4 separate regions of the Mus musculus genome follow, and all the other regions are linked to region 1. A link is a contact called in public Hi-C and HiChIP or PLAC-seq data. All regions are on one chromosome and are shown on one strand. The core of a region is the stretch at or near the end of the contact, and the rest is flanking DNA. Distances in the headings are between cores, read along the strand shown.

What was found. Hi-C and Micro-C count contacts between places; a contact is called where the count stands out from the background. HiChIP or PLAC-seq counts read pairs in DNA pulled down with a chosen protein or histone mark.
Region 2: a Hi-C map of the N1E-115 cell line shows a contact between it and region 1, with 4 times the contacts expected there. The contact joins two enhancer-like sites. A contact is called at or near these places in 1 of 15 datasets of contacts at CTCF or cohesin (the NIH/3T3 cell line), 1 of 484 Hi-C or Micro-C datasets (the N1E-115 cell line) and 1 of 115 datasets of contacts at active chromatin or transcription factors (pancreatic cancer cells).
Region 3: a FOXA1 HiChIP or PLAC-seq map of pancreatic cancer cells shows a contact between it and region 1. The contact joins two enhancer-like sites. A contact is called at or near these places in 13 of 39 promoter capture datasets (the 3T3-L1 cell line, 3T3-L1-derived adipocytes, the C10 cell line and 7 more), 1 of 15 datasets of contacts at CTCF or cohesin (embryonic stem cells), 8 of 484 Hi-C or Micro-C datasets (the C2C12 cell line, the N1E-115 cell line, cerebral cortex and 2 more), 4 of 115 datasets of contacts at active chromatin or transcription factors (embryonic stem cells, pancreatic cancer cells and stem cell-derived neural progenitor cells) and 1 of 9 other capture datasets (embryonic stem cells).
Region 4: a contact with region 1 is called in an HNF4G HiChIP or PLAC-seq map of pancreatic cancer cells. The contact joins two enhancer-like sites. A contact is called at or near these places in 1 of 39 promoter capture datasets (hippocampal neurons), 1 of 115 datasets of contacts at active chromatin or transcription factors (pancreatic cancer cells) and 2 of 9 other capture datasets (adipose tissue and pancreatic islet).

What each region holds. Positions count from the first base shown.
Region 1 is chr13:98,297,609-98,301,349 of GRCm38.p6, forward strand. The region is part of intron 3 of Gm21976 (low-density lipoprotein receptor class A domain-containing protein 1); the gene reads left to right. Among named protein-coding and RNA genes, the nearest start is that of Btf3, 17 kb to the right of the region's middle. Within about 2 kb of position 1,648, at least 39 of the 459 cell types and tissues checked have an H3K27ac peak or open chromatin away from gene starts, as enhancers often do. A contact at or near this core is called in the N1E-115 cell line and pancreatic cancer cells, where this site is marked.
Region 2 is chr13:98,537,704-98,541,444 of GRCm38.p6, forward strand. No RefSeq gene overlaps it. Among named protein-coding and RNA genes, the nearest start is that of Gm41032, 3.4 kb to the left of the region's middle. Within about 2 kb of position 1,803, at least 5 of the 459 cell types and tissues checked have an H3K27ac peak or open chromatin away from gene starts, as enhancers often do. A contact at or near this core is called in the N1E-115 cell line, where this site is marked.
Region 3 is chr13:98,503,028-98,506,768 of GRCm38.p6, forward strand. No RefSeq gene overlaps it. Among named protein-coding and RNA genes, the nearest start is that of Gm41032, 31 kb to the right of the region's middle. Within about 2 kb of position 2,049, at least 75 of the 459 cell types and tissues checked have an H3K27ac peak or open chromatin away from gene starts, as enhancers often do. A contact at or near this core is called in the N1E-115 cell line and pancreatic cancer cells, where this site is marked.
Region 4 is chr13:98,131,576-98,135,316 of GRCm38.p6, forward strand. The region is part of intron 2 of Arhgef28 (Rho guanine nucleotide exchange factor (GEF) 28); the gene reads right to left. Among named protein-coding and RNA genes, the nearest start is that of Gm34469, 38 kb to the right of the region's middle. Within about 2 kb of position 1,571, at least 43 of the 459 cell types and tissues checked have an H3K27ac peak or open chromatin away from gene starts, as enhancers often do. A contact at or near this core is called in pancreatic cancer cells, where this site is marked.

The sequences.
Region 1 (3,741 bases), core at 398-2,897:
CCCTGGTTCCTCAAACCCGTGTAATCAACTGGTTACTTTGAGCTCCTGGGAATTATTGTGGGTCCGTAATTGCCACCGTTGCCATCATTTTTAACTTTATTATGTTATTCCAATGCACAAAACCATAAATATCATGCCTCCAGATGGCTAGCTATCCAGGCTGCCTTAGCAAAGTACAACAGACTGCTATTTTGTAATACAAGTTCTAGAGGCCAAGCATCAGCAGATTCAGTGTGTGGTGAGGGGATGTTCCCTGCTTCCAAGACATCTCCTTCTCTCTACTACCTCCCAAGCAGAGCATGCTAGCTGGATTTTAAAAAAAAAAATCTTTTTTGTAACCCTTTGCAATCTTTTTTTTTTTTTTAAATTGTTGTCTTTTTGTCTTGTTTTGTTTTGTTTGGGGGGTGGGGTGTTTTCGGCTTTGTTTTTGTTTTTTAACATGTGAGTGCTGCATGTCCACCTACATGCCACAAGAGGGCATCAGATCCCTTTACAGATAGATGGTCATGAGCCACCATGTGGGTGCTGGGATTTGAACTCAGAACCTCTGGAAGAACAGCCAGTGCTCTTCACCACTGAGCCATCTCTCCAGCCCCCGAAGTCTTGATTTTTTTTTTAAATGAACATTGTTCATGAGAGTAGAAGAAGCCTTCTTGGTCCATGTTCTCAACCTGTGGGTCGAGACCCCTTTGGGGGGGGACACATGATTTTTTTTCCCCACTAATTATATATCAGATATTTACATTACGATTCATAACAGTAGCAAAACTGAAGTTATGTTGTAGCAACAAAATAATTTTACAGTTGGGGGTCACCACAACATGAGCTATATTAAGGAGTCGCCGTGTTAGGAAGGCTGAGAAGCACTGCTCTAGAGGCTCCTTCTCCGACGGAACACTTTGTCACATACAAATTTTGGAGGTACACAAACGTTCAAACCATGGCAATTGGTATATAATTACAGAACAAGGTTAAAATCAAATTCCACGAAGCTAATACACTTGAACATTTTAATGCTCATTTAACATGATGGATGGCGCTGTTCTGTAGAAAGTGCATGGCTGCCTTGGAGTTCGTCAGAGAAGGCTAGGTCGTGGCTGACCTTAAACTTTAGCCTGCTTTTCTACTGTGAGCTTCAAACTACAACCGACAATGACTGTGTGTACAGCAAGAATAGACATTTCGGCCTTGTTCACGGACTTTGACGGAGTCATTTGAGTATCAGTCTGTGCTAGAACAACATCGTAGCAAACCGAAGTTGTCATCTTGAAGAAAAGCTTCAGAGATGCTGTGTAGTTCATCACCAATGTTGCTTTTTGGACATTTGCCTTCAAGTCTAACTCTGACTCAAACTGTTAAAGGCTGGGCAAGTGGTCACAGCTCTGTCATTTGTGCCTCCCACCAATGCTGCCACCTCATAGGCTCCCGCTAAAAGTAAGGCGGGGTATTTGAACCCATCCACGCCCCTCCCCTGGTTACTTGTCACAAAGGCTGGAGATCTATAACCAAAGGCTTTAAAGGTGCTGATCTGTCATCCCTACTAGCATCTATATTTCCGGGTCCGCCCAGCCTTTGTCCTGGGAGGCTCCTTAACATACACAAGAACTGCTCTGGAGGCAGCTGACAAGGGGATTCATTAGCTGCTCTCTGCTGCCCTCTTGAGTCCATAGCTTGGGTTGCATGGGATGCTGCCCAGACTGGAGTCTCTCTCTCATTCTCTCTCTCTCATTCTCTCTCTCTCTCTCTCTCTCTCTCTCTCTCTCTCTCTCTCTCTCTCTCTCTCTCTCTCTCTCTCTCTCTCTCTCTCTCTCTCTCTCTCTCTCTCTCTCTCTCTCTCTCTCTCTCTCTCTCTCTCTGCGTGTGCGCACGCACGCATCTGCTTCTGCCACGCGATTCATGAGGGAATTCGCGCTTCACATCTTTGCCATCTCCCAGTCCCAGCCCCTGCAGGCCTGCCCGAGCTTCTCATCCTTTGGAAGGAAGCCTGCCTTAACTCTCTCTCCTCCTTTTTTCTTTCTTTTATTTGCATTTGCATCCGATCTTTGAACAGCCTTGAAAATCTGGTGCTAACTAAGCAGAGTTTTGTTGAATCCGACGCTTTTCTAGCTTGGCGTTCATAATTACAACATTGAAAAGATGTCCTGGGTGCGAGGATTCAGCGGGGTTTGGGAAAAGAACATTAGAGTTTCTGCTTTTACACAGTTTGTTTGATCTCATCCTTCTTAAGTTTCTAGTTTGCATAATGTTTCAGTGTGTGTGTGTGTGTGTGTGTGTGTGTGTGTGTGTAGGCTAGTATAGGTATATAATTCATAAATAAATATGAAGTGGAAGAATGCTAATTCTATCTCATTTAGTTATTTTGCTGCTGAAGGTTTAGCTAATCATAAAACCCCAGGGAGTAGTCTGGAAGAGTGTGCTGGTCAGAGTGACAGAATCTACAGAACGAATCACTATAAGGAGAAAGGGGTGGTATTTGAATGACTTACAGGCTACAGTCCAGCTAGTCCAGCAATGGCTGCCCATGAACGGTCCAAGAAGCCCGGATGTCTCAGATGGTCTTCAGTATACACTGGAAGCAGGCTCTAACGCTAGGGTAGTTTGTGCTGCATATACCTTGCCAGCGAGGTGAGAGCAAACAGGCAAAGAGCAAGCACTACCTCCTTCCATGTCCTCATAGAGGCCACTGGCAGAAGGTGTGGCCCAGATTAAGGTAGATCCTCCCACTTCAAATATCCAGATTTTAAGTGGCTCCCCCCATTTCAAATTATTTTAATTAAGAAAAAAAATTCCCTCACGGGTGTGCCCCATCATTTGGATGAAGTCAAGTTGACAACTAGAAATAGCCATCAAAAGTCCATCCCTTGCCAGCTTGGCACACTGTCATATCTCTCCTTATGTCATGCTTAATTTCCAAACAAAAACAATAAGCAGCCCATAATTGTGTCTAACATGATATAACTACCCCATGTACAATCACAAACATGGTATATATTTAACCAGGACATAATTATGTCTAAGTTCCATCCCTCACTCTCTCCTTCCATCTCTTCTTTCCTTCCTTGACAAGGTCTTCTAGCAGTGTAACCCTGGATGCCCTTCAAACATGTTACCCTCCTGCCTCGGTTCCCCAGGTGTTGAGATTACAGGCAAATATGCCACCATACCCTACTTTGAGGACAGTTTGATTGGACCAACATAATAATAGCATTATGAGATGGTATTGGTTTTTTTTTCTTTTTTCTTTTGGTTTGGTTTAGTTTGGGTTTTTCATAATTTGGTTGCGTGGCTCTTGAATAGGAACTCTACAGATGGTATCATGTTGCCATGTCAACAGTTTGGGCAGCAGTAAAGGCAACTGTCACAAAAATCTAGAGGACTGAGTTAGAGCCCTGGAAGCCAAGTAGATGTGGAAAGACCAACTCTACAAAAGTGTCCCCTGACTTCCATATACACACCAAGGTGCGCACCCATGAACACACACACACACACACACACACACACACACACACACACACACTCTTAAAGGTTGAAGAGCCCTAACTATATGACTGTTTTATAAATTCAAGTACCTAATTCTATGTAAAATTACTACCTAGATGTTGGAGGTAGGGTTTAGCACTGCCAAACACATTCCCTGTGACCAATTACATTCTGTAGACAAGTCTTTGTACCTCAAGCTTTCTTCAGTGCATCAGATAAGATGCTTAGGACAGAGTTCCAGCAGTGATTCTTCAAAGCCAT
Region 2 (3,741 bases), core at 553-3,052, 240 kb after region 1:
AGATCACTTCCTCTGACAAGGCAGATAGTGGGAACAGACACTGGAGAAACTACAGGCAACATCCTCTTACGGGCTGACCATGTGAGAAAAGTCTGTCCTGAACACTAACAACAGCATGTGGCCTTCTTAGGTTAATAGTATTTTCTGATAAGAAAGAAAGAATGATATTTAAGCAATCCATTCGATCCTACTGCAAGTAGGAAGTAAGGAATAAAACACAATCACGCTTGGGCTAGTTTTCCTGGCAAAGTCCAGTTCCAGGTATCGGTGTCAGCTAAGCCTCTGCGTTCTAGTTCTTCTCTTTCCTCACAATCCTCTTATTTTTTGTTATACTGTTATTAAATTCCACCTTGCAAAAAAAAAAAAAAAAAAAGGAAAAAAAAATCCAAGCTCAGCAAGCTGCTGAGAGACTAGGCCATATCAGGTGAGCCACTTGGAGCCTGGGGGACTGAATTTCTCCTTCCTGATGTGCTTGGACCTATTTAACCTCCACACTTGCATAGCCCCTGGCAGATTTAGCTCTGACAGAGAGAGAAGCTCACCGACAGTACAGTGTGGGTCTCCAGGCCGGGCATGCTGCAGGGGAAGGCTACGGCTAGTTCTAGGGTCAAAAGAGAATCCGAGGTAGGAAAAGGTTTCCTTCATCAGAGGTAATTTGGTTTGTGTAGTTCCATTTCTCCCAGAATCCTCTGTTCTTGCCAGACTGTCTCCAAGGTCTCTGCTCTTCAAATAGTTTGCTACTCAAAGCAGTGACTGGGTCCTCGAGGTAACCTGAGTTTTATTATTAATTGTTTGCATTGACACAGGATGTCCCAGTGTAGCCCAGGCTGACCAGGAACTACTAGTCCCCCTGCCTTAGCTTCCCCAGGGCTGGGCTCACTGGTGTGTATCAGCCAGTACAGCCTGCACTAGATAAGGCCAGCTGCAGATGCCAGCTTAGATAAATGGCTTCTCCTGCAGGAACATATTCTCTCTGCCCTGCTGCCCTACCCCCACAACCCCAGAAGAATCCCTTTGTTAGTTACACATGAGCACATGCCAGGAGCAGTTCATCTAAATGAGCAACTGCTTTCTGGGAGTAGACCCGACAGAAGAGAAGCTGGGCAAAGCTGCACTTGAGTGCCAAGCCTTGGCTGCAGAAAGAAAAGCCAGATTGTTTCCAGGGACCAGTGATGGACAAGCACCAAGTTGAGGCAAAGTGGCCTCGAGCTCTTCGCCATTGCCCAGTGCTCGATGCTTGGCATCCTTCCTCGGAGCATGGGAGATGATGGCTCTGGGGAAATTCCAGTCTGCAACTCATTGAAGCAGGATAAACAGAACTCCTGCTCCAGAAGACTCTATCCTGAACAAGAGGCTCTTGGAATCTTCTTGGAGGTTTTGATGTCCACATAAACTATAAACAACGGGGTTGGGAGATACTTGGTGCAGCAGGCTGTGACCATCAAGGTCAAAGGACGGGCATAAGGGACATCATCTTAGACTTTTATCCATAAAGTGACTTTGGACAGCTCTGAGGAGCAACAAAGATTTTGTTGAGTGGCCCCCCAAAAAAACTGTGATGTAACTGTCTTTGTCTCTTTTAAAATACAATGCATAAAGAAACAAGAGATGCAATCAAATATCTCATGTGCCACATTTTGCTTTGTAAACCCTACATGTGTAACTCAGGATAAAGCCGCCCTGCTGTCTGCTTAAGAGAAAGAATGCTAAGATTGCAAGGAAAGCTATCTTAACAGCAGCAAAAGCCCGTCTTAACCACGTGTAACACATTATCCAAATGAGGATGTTTCCCAACATTGCGTAACCAGAGATTCCAGAAGTCCACTGGACACAGAGGCAAACCTGGCCGGCTTGCATGTGTCTGTTCCACTTTGGGAAGTTATTAAAATGCCTTGTTAGACTTACTGGCTAGCCTACAATTTTAACTTCACCCTAACTTCAAAAGGCATTAATAGCAATAAGCCGCAGTTTATCTAATTGGGGGTGTATCACCTAACGGGGCAAAGAAGCCACCACACCAGCTGCCAATGGACAGAACAGGCTAGTTTTAGTAACATGTTTATATGGGAAGTCAGATTCTGTGCAAGAAATGGACAGATCCTTTGCTCTCAGCTGGCGAAGCGCATCCCATAATCCTTGCTGCTTACTTCAGAACCTGACATGTTCTAGCCCCAGGGACTGACAGAACCTTGGACCCTTGTGGGGTACTTGCTTGTCTCAAATGACATGTGCTCAGGGACACAATTGTGTCGGTAACACTGCTTGAAGTTAATATTTTAGTTTAAAATGTGTAACATCAAGGTGTAAGTAAGATCTGGGTGAATTCTGATGTTCCCTCAGCCCTGCTCCATCACCTACAATGAACATGCTGATTTCCTGCTTGTGCAAAGACAGTCTCCCTTCCCTACCTGTCACATACACTAGGCAGCGCTTCTCATGCTGTGTCAGAGTCACCTGGAGAAGCTGTTAGAATAGGGACCCAGAGCCCAGATCTCAGCAATCCCAATTCTCCAGGGTTAGGAGAGGATAGAGGTTGTTCATTTAAGGTCGTCTCAGGTGAGACTAGCTCTACTGTACGAACAGCATTGAGTCTGTACAAACATAAATTCTATGAGGCATGTGACACATCTGCCTCACAGAAGAGAGTGCAGAAGGCTACAGTAGGACAAGGGGTGTCACACAGGGTGTCCTCCTCCATCATCAGCTGGTGGCAGGGTCTGGATCCACAGAGGCTGTGTGCCAGTCTCAGACCTGGCTTCCAAACAGAGAACAAATGTGGGGAACAGTGAGATTAGGGCAAGAGCCAATGCCTTGAAAATGAACATGAGACTGGAAGAGTAGGGCACTTGGAAGACTAGGCCGTGAGACTGTGGCTGTCCTAGAGAGAGAGAGAGAGCACTGTCCTGGGGAGCACTGTCCTAGGGAGCACTGTCCTGGGAGTACTGTCCTAGGGAGCACTGTCCTAGGGAGCACTGTCCTAGGGAGCACTGTCCTCGGGAGCACTGCCCTCGGGAGCACTGTCCTAGGGAGCACTGTCCTCGGGAGCACTGTCCTGGGAGCACTGTCCTTGGGAGCACTGTCCTTGGGAGCACTGTCCTGGGGAGCATTGTCCTAGGGAGCACTGTCCTGGGAGTACTGTCCCAGGGAGCATTAGGAGGTTCTTTCTAGAAAACTTCACTGTGGGGACAGGTAGCCCTGTAGTGCCAAGAGCAAACTCAATCAGCGATAGCAAACAAAACCAGTCACAGAGCACTTACTCTGTTTTCTTTACCCTGCTCCCATCTGCTTAGGATGAACCCCTTTCTGTGGCCAAGACACCAGGATGTTTCCTTGCCCATCTCTGGTTTAAAAGGTCAGCCGCACCCCCAAGAAAATCTCCTGGGTAGGCGCCGTGACTGAAGAAACAGCCCGAGCAACCGTTTGATACCTAGCCCTGTCACTTTCAAGTCTGCTGTTCGAATCCTGGGATAGACCAATGAAAAGACACAGTCGGATGTCCTACAGGGCAGTGTGCTGTGGCTTCAATTGGGAACGTCATGGGTCTCGTTCCTTATAAGCTGATTAAAATGTTTTCTTTCTTTCATAATTTACCCACAAGCCTTAATTAAAGCATCAAAAGATATGTATTTGGACCTATAAAGTCATAATAAGCCTAAGCAAAAGGAACTTCCATTGAGCCTCTGCATCTCGGGAAACGCTCTTTAAAGTGGCCGTATTGGAGTTAAATTGGACAGTACTTTT
Region 3 (3,741 bases), core at 799-3,298, 210 kb after region 1:
CTCCTTGCGGGCAACGCCGCACCCCGGGCGCCATTTCTGTTGGATGCTTTTCCTCCTGGAAGCGAAGGGCCAACAAAACAATCTCCCAGGGCACTGCCGGTGCCCCGAAAGCGTTTCGTGAATGTCAAACAACTTCATTTGCTCTTGTGTAGAAAGTTTAGCAAGCAAACGCGGAGCCGTCTTCCCGGATCACTCTTTGATTCTGTCTTGGATTAGCTAGCGTTTACTAGGAAACTCGTCTGCTTGTAGCCCAGGCCAAAAGCCCCAGGCGCCCATCTCTCAGCAGCCCAGAGGAAAGCCGTGGTAGGCTTTATCAACCCCCTCCCCAGGACCTCGGGTTTCATCTCTTTCTTTTCCCCCCTCATGTTCAGTTTGTTTTCTCAAGACCTAAGCAATTTTTAATGTAGTCTATACTTCCCGCTTAATCCTCATCGTTTATTGTATAATTATAGTTTCAAAGTGATTATGTAATTAAAATCATGTTTCGTTGAAACAGGACTTCAAAAGGGCGGCAGACCCCCGCTCCGGCATTATTTTCTGGTGATGTAATAATTTCCCTGTGATATTTAAAATAAACACATTAGTTCAAGAATTCTAAACATGTCTCAAAGTATATAGTAGGCTTGATTGGCACGAGGCTGGCTTGTAAAGAAATGGTAAGAGCCATCACTAGTTTAATATATTTCTATGCTCCCATGCAGGGTAAATTACAGGATAATGGGGCGCAGGCGATGGTAAGCTCTGTTTATATAATCCATTTCTTCACACGAGTTCCCATTGCCTCCCCTTCCCTTTGCTGTGTGTGGTGGTTCTCTGATCCCTTGACCTCGGCCATGTGTTTTCACTTTTTCTTCTGATCTCAATTCCATGACCAGCGGGGAATAAAATACAAATTGAATAGTAACCATTCACAGGCCGCTCTTTTCAAACTGTTGTTAAAACCTCTTTGTCTTGTCTAGCGGTTGATAGATAAATGCGTTCTGTTTTTCCTGACTTTCCCCCCCTGCCTTTCTTCTTCCTTCTCTCCCCCCCACCCCCGCCTCTTCTTGGCCAAGAAAAAAAAATAACTCTCCTCCAATTATACGCTTTAAAAATTAAAACCCACACCTCCTTTCAAACTATCTCCTGAGCGTCCCGCGCTCTCCCGGGTCAGCCCATTGGTTCGGGGCGGCCGTAGGAGACTCCGGAGGATTCACCTCGTGGAATAAAAGAACGGGGCAGCTGAGCGGGGATGGGGGCGAAGCACGGTGCCCCCGTGTGAGGTCCGCGCCATTGTCCCCGCCTGAAGGTTCATTTAACCGAGAACCTGTACTGCCTCTGATCTCTTCGCACAGCTCCCAGAATGGGTTCGGCTGGCTGGGACCGCCCCTCCTAGAAATTCCGAGGGCCGAGGGGCGAGGGAAGTTAGAGTGATGGGAGGGGGGCCACACCCCCTTCGCCAGTCCCCGTTCTTTTCTCTTTTGATGGCTCGTCCAGCTAGGAGGGCGAGGTGGACCCGAGAATGAACTGGTTTTACATCTCAAGTCCCCAAAGCGACACAAGGCGTCCTGGTTTCTGACCTGCCCTTCCTATCCAGAGTCAGTCTCTCTCAGTCTCTCTCTCTCTCTCTCTCTCTCTCTCTCTCTCTCTCTCTCTCTCTCTCTCTCTCTCTCTCTCTCATCCCCCCGCCCCCCACCTCCGGAGCTGCGGCTCCAGACTGCTCAGGCAAAAGCAACTAATTGTAACTGGGCGATCCACAGCCCGCCCCTCTCTTCCCAAGAGCTTCCTTAGAGGGAGGGAGGTCAAGGGCGCGGCTCGCCTTTGTCACTCCACTGCCAGGGCTGGAGGAAAGTGGAGGGTGGGCAGGCGTGGCCCTTCTCCCCGCAGCGCTGGACAGCGGGGCTCAGCCTCTAGGGTTGCACAGAGCATCTCCTGGGGAGCCGGCCTGCGCCGCCCGGTCTGCTGCAACGAACGTCGCCCCAGGTCCCCGCGGGCAGTGCGGGCGGGCGGAGCGCACGGCGGGGCGGGGACCTCGGTGCCGCCCGACTGCTGGCGGCAGCGGGGTAGGGTTTCCCGGGCCGCGCTGGGCGATGCCGCCTGACAGCGCCCTTCGCCAGGGGCCGAGTACCTGTAAGCTGAGCCTGGCTCACATGCTTCACATTAAAGCTCCGTGCCTAGTGCCTTCGTGCTCCCCCCCCCCCCAACCTTCTTCTCCTCCGAAAGGGTTCTTATAAACTTCCCTTCGTTTATCTAGCCTGGTTTTCATTGCTCCAGTTTTGCATGGGTTGACTTTGTTTAGTTTATTAACCCACGGGGTTACTTTAACTAAACATTTGGGCTGAATACTTTGGGATTGGATTTCAACGTTTTCTAACGAAATTACGGAGGTTTTTGAAGCCGCACAGAAAACGCTGTGTTGAGTTTATTAGTCAATTTAACAGACTATAAGTGGGGTGGGGGGGTGCATTTAGGACAGTTCCAGTTCGTACCCATCCGATGGAAGAAGCTAGCCAAGGCCGCAGGATGTGCACCCCGGCGGCCTCGGGGGTTCCCAGGCCTCCTCCACTTGCTCGCAGCATGGTTCCTGGGTGCACCAAGCTCCCGACAAGCAGGCGACACAGCCCCCCCACCCCAGACCAGCTGCACTACCTAGAAGGTCCCTCCCAAGCTATCCCCTCTGCTCTGGTGGGAAGTTCTGTTTTGTGCCAGCTGTAGAGGGCTCGATGTCTTCCCTCGTGAGGCCATGAAGGGAAACCTGACTGTGGTGGAATATTCCAGAAAGAGTAGAAGTCAATGGATTTAATTAATGAATTAAATGGATTTAGCTAATGAAAGAGCTACCTGGGCAGGTATGTGGAAGAGGGCAGAGGTCGTGTGGGGTCCGGTGGACAACGACCAGTGGGCTAGTTCACCCCTGGCCACAATGTGCCACCAAACCCACTGGAGCCTCTTCCCCCAAGTTTAAAGAGCGGGGATATCCCAGGGGTTGGACTCGGTGGGACCTGTGGCCTCTCACCTCCAGCTTGACTTGAGGCAGAAGCAAGGAAGGTTATCCAGCACTGCCAGAGACAGGGAACTTTCTCCTCCGCTTTCTGCCATTCACAGGCCCTTGGCTTCTGGATTTGAGCCTGGTGCCAGCTAAGAGTTGGCTTAGCCAAACTGTCCGTGATCTTTGGGCATCTCAGACAACACTGAAGACTGTAGTGGCGATCAAGTGAGAAGCACCAGAAAGTGGGCTTGTGAGGAGGAGCTTCGGTTTGCTTGGGCAATCACAAGTGGGAGGGAGAAAAACACTGAGAGTTTTTTAGCCTAATCCCAGGCTGAAACTCCCGAATTTCACACTGTGAAAACAGGTGTTTTCACTACCACAGCAAGCTACCAGGACCCCAACTGACAACACTTTAAGGTTTTATTTTGTAAGAAAGGAGGTCAATTATTGAAAAGAGCCAAAACAAGTAGAATAGGAAAATATTCTAGTTTTGTTCCTCAGCCCCCGCTAATTTTTTGTCACTGGGGGCAACTACTGTTTGTCTTTTGTGAGTAATTCTAGAGAAAGTAGTTTTTTAAAAGACTTATCTATCACTTTGCCCTGTGCCTTGCTTTTCCCCTCTGACACCTATGTGTTTCCTGATGCCTCCAAGCCGCTGAGAGGACCTCCTCTGCTTAGCAGCTCTTCTGCCACCTCCAACTTTCCTTGGCCTTACTCTGCCAATACTTAACCAGGCTGATGGTCGAAGAGATCCTCCCCCAGTGAGGACATCC
Region 4 (3,741 bases), core at 321-2,820, 170 kb before region 1:
TAAAGACACATGGTGCTCTGGGTAGAAACCAACTTGTCTACAAGCCTGAACTCAAACACACAATTTTGCATATTATCATACACGTGTACGACTGGGCTCTAGTCCACCACGACACTTTCCTGATACACAGTGATCCTAAGTGTAAGTCACTTCTCCCAAACACCTTGATTATCTAATGAAGACTGCACACAAGGTCAGGAGCTGTGAAGTCACAAGTCAAGATAAAAGGAGACAACTTCTTACTATCAAATAAGGTTTTGAACTTCCCACCAAAAAGTCACTCAACTAGCATTAATGGGTACATCCTCAGATGAGTTTACTCCAATTCATGCAAAACATTTTCAGTTACTTACCAAAATATGTATCATCCCTTCCATACACCACCTTATAGTGTGTAGAAGTGGTAAAAGTCAATGAATCCTCCTTGACTGACACGTTCCCTTAACTAATTTATGAATATTCAAGTATATGTAAATTAGTCAGTACTCTAATGATACAAGCTTATTACATCATCTGGTCAAAATCCCTGCTGAATACGAATTCTTCAGCAATCACCTCAGTGTATTCCCTGTGGGCTTTTTGTTATTTGTTCTCAGGAGAATATAAGAAGCCCTGCTTCTCCATCCTAGAAAATTATTTTCCATAACAACAGATGGACTCGAAATGACAAATGACTGTGTCTGACACTCAGAAGGATTCTATCTCAGTAATGCCGATTTTCACAGCCCCTGCCGGCCATCACCTCTCCCTTGGCTCTGCACTTCACTTCCTACACCCAGGTCACCCATAGAGACTAAGTCCTCCACGGGCTGCTCCCACAACCCTTTCCCTTCCAATCCTACAGTGACATGGAAGTCTTTGGTGCCTTGGAGAGGAAACCGTCAGTCTTTGACTGGTCTCCATATGCAACTGGTCCTGGTCCCATCCCAGATCCTGTCCCCCACAAAAAAAAAAAAAAAAAAAAAAAAAAAAAAAAAAAAAAAAAAAAAAAAAGTCCTCCGACTCCTTCTCCTCCTCGTCCCTCTCTTTCCCACTCCTTTTTCTTCTCTCTCCTCATCTCCTTCTTCTCCCTTTCCCTCTCATATCCTCTCTCTCTCCCACCCCTTCTCCCTCTTCTTCTCCCCCTACCCTTACCTCTGAAAAAGAAATTGTGGCTGCCGATTCTCCCCACCCCCACCCCCGCACCCCTGAAAAAATAGCTCCACAAACAGCCACTCTCCTTTTCCTCTATACTTAAAAGAAATGAAGTTTGCAAAATTAAGTCAAGAATTCGAAGAACACATGGAACATCACAGAATATGATACGGGAAGAGTCAGGTACAGGTAGGCGTAGGCAACCTGCTCCAGGTTACTTCACCCTGTGACAGCTGGAGGTGCAATGGCTTGTTTCAGCCTGTGATCCTTGCTTCGCCAGAGCCCTGTGGCCCAGTCAATACACGCTCCATCCCAGGCCACATTATTTCCTAATGTTCATTAGCTAACTGTACTCGTAGTGCTGAAGCCAGCCCTAGACAAGCTCCCCTGAGAAGCCCTGTCTGAAGGAAGCTTGGTGTGTATCTACCCAGCCCTGTATTAGTCACAGTGATCATGACTAATACTCTCAGCAATGGATCCCCTAATTATGAAGCCTCAAGGGCAGGACAGCCCATTTTCCCTTTGTCTGTAATGCCAGAGACCCCACGGGACAGACACCAACCACAGGAATGAAACCTTGGGGCTCCAGTCCTTCAGGTGTCTTCCAAACCCCGGAAGGGACCCTGAGCAATGCATCTACAGCTGGAAGCAACTTCAAGAATGCAATCAAAGCTGACCTGCACAAGCCTGAAGCAGTCCCAGCATGCCAGCAGAAGACAACCTGTGACGGTGAGAATAAGCTTATAATAACAATCTGATATGTGTTTGGAGTGTTTAGTGTGAGTTACGTCACAGAAAAAAATCAAAATTATTCTCTGAAGTGGTGGGGGCAGGGTAGAAGTCGATATTTCAACTGCAATTAGTAACATTTGCTTCCTCTCCGCGCACTTCCCCGAGACACTCCTCTTCCTGCTGAGTGACCCTGGAATGTCTGAGGGCATGTCAATACCTAGACAAGAAGCGATCTGAATTGGGAATTTTTAACCTTCGGAATTTGCCAACTTTTATAATTTCTAATTTCTCATTATTTTATCTAGTTTTGTATTTATAAGTTTCTTCTCCTTTTCTGAAAGATAGACCTTCAAGAGACACAAACTTAGGCCTCATCATCTGCCCCCACCTGTAATTCACTACCTGGCACGCAAAGTCTATGCGGCCAATTAATGGAAGCACCAATGTCATGGCTTAGCCACTCAGCTTCGCTGATGATCATTAGTTATATGAGGTTCTCGGGAAGTAGCTAATGAGAAAGCATTGTAAGACACCATACAATGCCCTAAACTGGCAAGTAGTGGCTCAACTTTTTGCAGGGCTGTGGATCAAAATAGCTATGAATACTGGGAAATATTACTGAAGAATGCTAAGAGCTGTTGTTGTGTGACGTGTTCATGTGGGGCTAGAGAGAGGGCTTAGTGGTTAGTGCCTCGGTTCCTCCAGAGGGCCCGGTATTTGCTTCTTTTCATCCACATGGAACTGCAGCCCCAGGGGATCTGACACCCTCTTCTGAACTCTGCAGGTATCCACATACATGTGACACACACACACACTCATGCATGCACACACACGCATGCACATGCATGTGTACACATAAGATGGGAGTTATTTATTATCTTATGTATATGAATACACTATAGCTGTCTTCAGTGACATGGGATGACAAGAAGGCATGGGATGGTTGTGAGCCACCATGTGGTTGCTGGGAATTGAACTCAGGACCTCTGGAAGAGGAACCAGAGCTCTTAAACACTGAGCTGTCTCTCCAGCCCCTTTAACCGCCCCCCCCCCCTTTTTTCCAAGTGAATGTGACATGGCTCATGAAGATTGTTACTTGAGTAGGAGGATTCTTTAAGAACCTGTTAGAGAAGGCGAGTTCCTTGTAAACTGCTACTTAACATCCTCTCTTTTGAATTCTAGTCCCCAGCAAGGATCTGCCTACCTCACACAGTGCCCAGAAGTTTAGTAAACTCTCAAACTCTGGGACATGTTTCTCCCAAAATGATTACAGCCCCTCCTGACTGACTCCCAAGTCTTGCTGTGTATCCAGAATACAGAAGTAAATAAATCAATACAATGAGCGTCTGTTGTCCCAAACATTGGTGGTCACATATGTACTGGGGAAACCCAGAGAGAATGAGACAACCAAGAATCACTAGAAAAGAGTGGTCTAGCTGACACAGTGGATGAGGATATTGTCATAAGATGAATTCAACCCCCAGAATGGAGCTAAGAGAGAAGGGACCGCAGCAAGATATCCTCTGAACTCATATGATGTGGCACCAGCACACACACACGCACACACACACACACACACACACACACACACACACGCACGCACGCACGCACGCACACACACACACACACACACACACACGCACGCACACATAAATAAACAAACAAACAAACAAATAAATATTGAAAAGACTGTAAAGTGTACCCCACCCCCAGGATAAGTTTCAGTCACTTCACATGAGAGGCTTCTTATTGGAACTATGTGTTACTTACGTGCTGAGCAATGAGCCAATAGTGGGAAATCTATGTACCAAATCATTTTAACTCCTGATGTTTTGGATGCTTTCACATTTAATGGGTGAGACATGAAATGAAATG